2 separate regions of the Gossypium hirsutum genome follow, and region 2 is linked to region 1. The links are chromatin contacts, called in public Hi-C maps. All regions are on one chromosome and are shown on one strand. Each heading gives the region's core, a stretch centred on a gene start, on an enhancer-like site or on the middle of the called end of the contact. The rest is flanking DNA. Distances are from core to core; before and after follow the strand shown. Region 1 holds the start of LOC107901567 (eukaryotic translation initiation factor 3 subunit L). Region 2 has its middle 18 kb from the start of LOC107901571.

Evidence for each region. A called contact is a pair of places that touch in the nucleus more often than the background predicts.
Region 2: a Hi-C map of leaf shows a contact between it and region 1, with 2.1 times the contacts expected there. The contact joins the enhancer-like site here to the promoter of LOC107901567 in region 1. A contact is called at or near these places in 8 of 34 Hi-C or Micro-C datasets (all in leaf).

What each region holds. Positions count from the first base shown.
Region 1 is chrD06:21,974,461-21,977,690 of Gossypium_hirsutum_v2.1, reverse strand. It overlaps LOC107901567 (eukaryotic translation initiation factor 3 subunit L), which reads left to right and starts at 1,720. Exons shown (of 8, transcript XM_016827625.2): 1 at 1,720-2,173; 2 at 2,922-3,080; 3 at 3,176-3,230. The coding sequence starts at 1,802. It also overlaps LOC107901568.
Region 2 is chrD06:22,032,537-22,035,766 of Gossypium_hirsutum_v2.1, reverse strand. No RefSeq gene overlaps it. Among protein-coding and RNA genes, the nearest start is that of LOC107901571, 18 kb to the left of the region's middle. Within about 2 kb of position 1,721, at least 1 of the 9 cell types and tissues checked has an H3K27ac peak or open chromatin away from gene starts, as enhancers often do. A contact at or near this core is called in leaf, where this site is marked.

The DNA of each region.
Region 1 (3,230 bases), core at 471-2,970:
TTTCTAGTTAGCATCTTCTTTCTTGGGTTCATCCTTTCGCAAGTATAAATTGAAACATTGGTCCTATTAAGCTATGAACAGAATTAGCAGCTTGAGTACTTATCCATATGCTAGGTTTTCTTCGAGGTCACCTAACTGCTAATATTTTCTTGCTTCCATATAACTACTATTTTGCCTCTTTTTTTCCCATATATGGATGTATAGATTTCATAGATCAGATATGGTTAGTTTTAAAAGTTATTCCATGTATTTGGAGGATCTTTGGAAGTCATATCTCCATATTCGTGTGTTGGATATGAGTGTCAGACACGAGTATTTCAAGAAAAATGAAGAGTCTGAACAACATAAATGTTGAGATGCCATAGTAACTTTATTCCAATCTACAGGTGGAGTTCGCTGCTTGTCTATTTTGAATGCGGTTTTTGCTCTCATTTTTGGTCTTCTTGCTTTGTTCTTGGGCTCAAGCCTCCTCACATTAGGAAGTAGCTGCTCTTTGCCCCTGTTTTGGTGCTACGAGATTGCTTCATGGGGCTGGTGATTCTATATGGAGGAACTGCCATCTTCCTAAGAAGGAGAGCAGCCATAATTCTTGATGAAGGAGAATTTGGTAGTCAAACCCTTGGTTTAGAAATGTTGGAGGCTAACCCCTTGGAAGTCACCCCAGATGTGGAAAGGCGTGTTAATGAAGGCTTCAAAGCGTGGATGGGATCATCCCTTCTATCATCTGATGAAGAAGATGAACCTGAGAGTTACCACGAAGTGCCTCACGTAACACGTACAAGTTCTAACAGGCAGAGAGTGTGATTCATGTATCAAGTCTCCCAGTGTTCACACTTTTTTGGGGAAATTTTGGAGTGTGGAAGCTCAAGCTTAAGAGCCATTGAACCAAATACCAATAGCTCATGAGCAGAACAGCTTTTAACTGTAGCAACAATCATGATGTCCGGTTGTCGGGCACAGTAACCGACTTTGATAGCTTGTGAAAAGTTCACCAGCCAGGGTGAGCTGTTGTCCTTTTGTGTTTTGAGCCCTAGCCATGAAAGAGCGTTTTAACTAGTCTTTCTTGTATAGCTTGTTTACTTGCCGGACTAGGTCCTCAAAACTTCAAAATTCAGTAATTGAAAGAAAAAAGAAATCACTCAAAGTTATTCACCTGATTGTGCCTTTCATCATCCTAAGTGTGAGTATTACTTGATTTTTATATTACTCGACTCATGAATGAATTTTGTTCATGTATTTGGAGGATTTTTGGAGATCTGGTCTCCACATTCATGTGTTAGACATGAGTGTTGGATATGGGTACTTAAAATAAATATGAAAAGTTTGAGCTATGTTGTTATGATTAATATAGTATCAATTATGAGGTATTACTATTTTGATATAATTTTAGAATGTTTTGTGCAATCAACTAAAAATAGGAAAATAAATGTAAAATTATATTTTCTTTTAATAATTTGTCTCCTGGGCAAGTAAAAGTTTATACAAATTGAATTTTGAAAGGGGTTAAATTGGTAAATGATTAGATATAAATTATTTGTATCAAATTGCTCATCTTAATCAACTTGATACTGTATATGTTTATATTAAAAATATATGAATTCTTTTTTTGCATTTAATTTCTCATATTTCATTAGAATTGGTGGGTTTGATTAGATTTAAATCATGGGAATGGGCCACAAATTGAGCCCAACAACTTTTATAATGTTCTTTCTTCACTAAACCCTAATTTCTCCCCCACTCTCGTTTCACAGTCGACGGTCCATGCTCTCGAGTTCCTTCATCGTGGGCCTCGACTTCAGCAATGGCAACCACCTATGATTACGAGGAGGCTCCCGCCACCTACGACGAAGGCCGCCACCAAGACCTTGGCTACGACCCGAACTTCGTTCCCGACTCCGTTAGGTCGTTTGTCGTCCACTTATACCGTCACATTCGCGAGAAAAATGTGTACGAGATTCACCAAATGTACGAGATCTCATTCCAAACCCTCTCCGACCGCCTCTTCAAAGACACTCCTTGGCCCTCCGTTGACGCCGTCGCTCATTACGTCGACAACGACCAAGTCTTTTGCCTCCTTTACCGTGAGATGTGGTTCCGCCATCTCTATGCTCGCCTTTCTCCCACTCTTAAGCAGAGGATCGATTCTTGGGATAATTATTGTAGCCTCTTTCAGGTAATTACTTATAAATTGTGTATGAATATCTGTGATTTGGTGACGCCGATTAATTGATTATGGAATTCGAAGAGCAACTGAGTAAAAATCGAAATTCGACTTAACTGATCAATTTCATACCTTAATCAACTAACCGATCGAATTAACTGATCAATCTCCTAATCAACTAACTCATAGATTATACTGCCTTAACTTCGGTCGTTCGGTCGATTAAACTATGTATCAGTATCTGTGATTTTGTGACGCCGATTAATTTGATTATGGAAGTGCAATTGATAGGTTCAGTTGTAGAAAATCAACTTAACTGATGAATTTGATACTTTATTCGACTAACCGATTGACTTATCCTTATTGATCAATCTCATAATCAAGAAGCCCATCGAGTGTATTGTCTTAACTTGGATCGTTTCAGTCGGTTAAACTGAAAATTTATTTTTTTTCCTTTTTCTCTTGTTTTCTTCTAAGCATGAGAAATGAAATACGGAATCAGTTGGGGGCTTTGGTTAAAATTTTATATATGATATGTTTATTATAAATTATACATATTTAGAAAATTAAAATAATATATATTAGTTGACTAAGGGGTCTATTTAGTTACAAAGTCAATAATTGATTACTGATTGACTTAACCTATTTAATGGCTGACATAATCGAATTATAACTGACTTGACTTGAGGCTATCAGTTAAGTTAGTTAGTTTGGATAGATTTTGCTCATCCTAGATTTTATTGGTTTGGTTTTGGTTCAGGTTGTGTTGCATAGGGTAGTTAACATGCAGTTACCTAATCAATGGTTGTGGGACATGGTGGATGAGTTTGTGTACCAATTCCAGAGTTTTTGTCAATACAGAGCTAAAATGAAGAATAAAACCGAGCAAGAAATCGCTCTTCTCCGTCAATATGATCAGGTAATGTAATTCCTGCTGATTCAGTGATAGCTACTTAAAGCAGAATGTAATTTCAAGTAGTTGTAATTGCTATCTGAAGTTACTTCTCTTTGTAGGCATGGAATGTGTATGGGGTGCTTAATTACTTGCAAGCATTTGTGGAGAAGTCAA
Region 2 (3,230 bases), core at 472-2,971, 58 kb before region 1:
TTCTCTTCTTCTCACGTGGGTGCATGGAAAGATCTTCATCTTTCCTTATATACTAAATAAAATAATTAAAAATATAATTAAAAATCAAGTCAAAATATTAATAAACTAATATTTATTTATTTAATTAATCTAAAATATCACCAACATCATCATGGCCTTCTAGAGCTCTCTCTCTTTCTAATTGATCATTTTGCCTTTTATGATTTTTTAAAATTTCATCATTGAGTCATCACTTAATTTGGTAAAATTACAATTTAGTCTCTCATAATTTTTCACCTATTCAATTTGGTTCTAATTCATCAACTTTCCTTAGTTTCTAGATCATTCCACCCTTAAAATATTTACACTATTGGTCCTTCAACTTTTTCATATTTCACTTTAACCCCTCAAATTTTGAGTATTTACTCTTAGGCAACAAAACTTTTCTCACTTTTGCGATTTAGTTCTTTCTTGAATTAATATATCATAATATACTTCCTAGTGTTGACATAACTCAAAATTCCCCTTTTTATCACTTTATTTCCTTATTTTATTATATCAAAGATAATATCTCACTTTCTTATTGTAGTAATTTTCGAGGTATTACATATAGATTCTCAAAGTGTTAAAAAAATATAAAAAGACATAATTTTCAGCTGTTTGCACACATGGTTCCCAAAATCCACACACCTATATGGTTCATAAGGTCTGCCCAGGTGAAAATATGCTGCATGTGTGCAGCTTTCAGAATGCTCCAATGTTTTAATTTCCACTTGTTTTTCACTCCTATTGCTCCCAAGTGCTCTATTAAGCATCAAAACATGAATATAAAAGATTAGTTATATATAATTCACAATTAATCCCATAGAAGCACCCAAAAATACAATAAGAATGAAGCTAAAATATATTACTATTGACATTTATCAATAGAATTATTTGGTACAAGTGAAACTTTCCAAAAAGAAAACTTGAAAACTTACAATTAAGAAGTAACAATGAAGTGATGTGGTGGTAGTTAATTTAAAGTTAAGTAGAAAATTGTTGAAGAAGTTAAAGCTGGAGTGAGTAAAGTTTACCAATTATTGAACAACAAGAATTGAGGTTAATCTCTTAATGATATGTTGAGAGGGGGATTGAATTTAATCCCACGTATAGCTTTAGGTAAAGTTGTTTTAGAAAGTGAAAGGACCCCAATGGCCGTTCAGCACCACTTTTAATTGGATTCCTTCCCACCTTTAAAATTTATTTCCCAAACAAAATTATTATATTCAATATTCAAAGCTTAAGTTCAGCTTCTTTTTTTTTTAATTATATATATAATTAAATGTATTATATTGTGATGTGAATATTTAAAATATGTTAAGTTTTATAGGTTTATAATTTTAATAAAAGAAATTTATATATTAAAAAATAAAAAAATATGGTTGGTAAGATTACGTTAATCATTTACAATACGTTGTCCCACCTAATTCATAAATACATCTACTTTCTTTTAAAATTAGATTTTTAGTTTTAATATAAAAAATTTATAAATTTATTTCCAACAATTTCTAGCTTCCCCGTAAATATGTTAATAAAATAAAGTTTCAAGTAATATAATAAATAATTCAAAAAATATTTTTATATAAAAATTTTAATCATGAAAATTTAAAATTAATTATAAATTAATAAAAATAAAATTGGTTGAGTTAGGCCCAATGATCTATAAGACCAAGTAGCAAATCAAACCCAGAAGAGGCCTAAAGCGAGGACCTTGACAAGACCAAGGCTAACCCAAGATCGACCCAACATTAACAATTGGTCAAATCATGATTTTTGCCTCCAATTTTTTATTAAATTTGAAATTTCGTTTCTACTTTAATTATTTTGATTTTATTAATTAATAATATTATGTGTCAAAACAGTAGTGTTAAAAAAAATTTTCTATCACTCTATGTGATTTTTTTTTGGAAAAAAAAAGTATAAATCATAAGATTGAGCAGAATTTTTTAATGACAATTTAGTAAAAAAAATATTTTAATAACCATAAAGTCACCTTAAAATAATACAGAGAATTTTGTTTTTTTTCCTCTAATTTCGGATCCTTTTATGAAAATAAATTTTTCCATATTTTTATTCATTTTATGATTTTTTAAGTTAAATTTGATGATCAATATTTCAAAAAGAGTTAAACCATCTTCTTCTTTTTTTAATGAAAATGTTGACTAAAATATTAGTTTTTTTAACAATGTTGAAGTGGTAACCAGCATGATAGTTTACATGTACTTCATACTGAAATGATACTATTTTTCTTATATACTACACCAACAAATAATTTAAAATTATAAAATTATTCAAAAAATAGAAATATTCAAAAAGAATTTTATAAATTAAAAAAATAGCATGAAGTATGAATTGTCATGTGGGATGCTATGTTTAGAATTTAACGCTTTAATTAATATTTTCATTAAAAAAACAATAATGTGACTCTTTTTAAAATATTGATGGTTAATTCAACTCATTTAAAAAAAGTTGAAAGCGAAATTTAACTCAAAAAATAAAAATAAAAATTACAAAAAATAATAAATATAAATATTAATAACAAAATTTATCATTATCATTTAAAAAATTTTACAATCAAATAAATTAAAGCATAACATCTATACTTATGAAAATAATCCCCAAATGAGCCATTGATGGACACCTGTCCATATATATACTTTTTAATGGCATCATGATTTTTTTTTCTTTTTTCAAGTTTACTGTTTTTTATTTTTATTTTAATTTTAAAAGAATTAATATATATGGCAGCTTTTAAAAATCGTTTTATTAAATGTTAATATATTAATTTGTCATTATACTTTAAATGGAAATCGAAATTTACTATTTTATTTCACTTTGATTGATATTTATTATTATTCTTATAGATTATAGATAAATTTATCACTATATTTTAATTTTGAATTGAATTCTGTGGCTTTACTTTTATTTGATTGAATTTTTTCATTAAAGTTAAATTTTTTTAATTAAATTTTGCTATTCATTTTTTATTTAAAATAATTTGAAGATAAAATTTAATAAAAATACTTTTATATTTTAATTTAATATTTAACAATAATAAGTTAACTAATATAATACTAAAATTAAATAAAAACGGTTATGTTATAAAAATAAACATAAAATATTCCTTTACAATATATATTATTTTTCAAGTTTTAATTTTATTAAATAGAAATTCTAATTTAGTTTACTAATTTTTAATATTTATGATT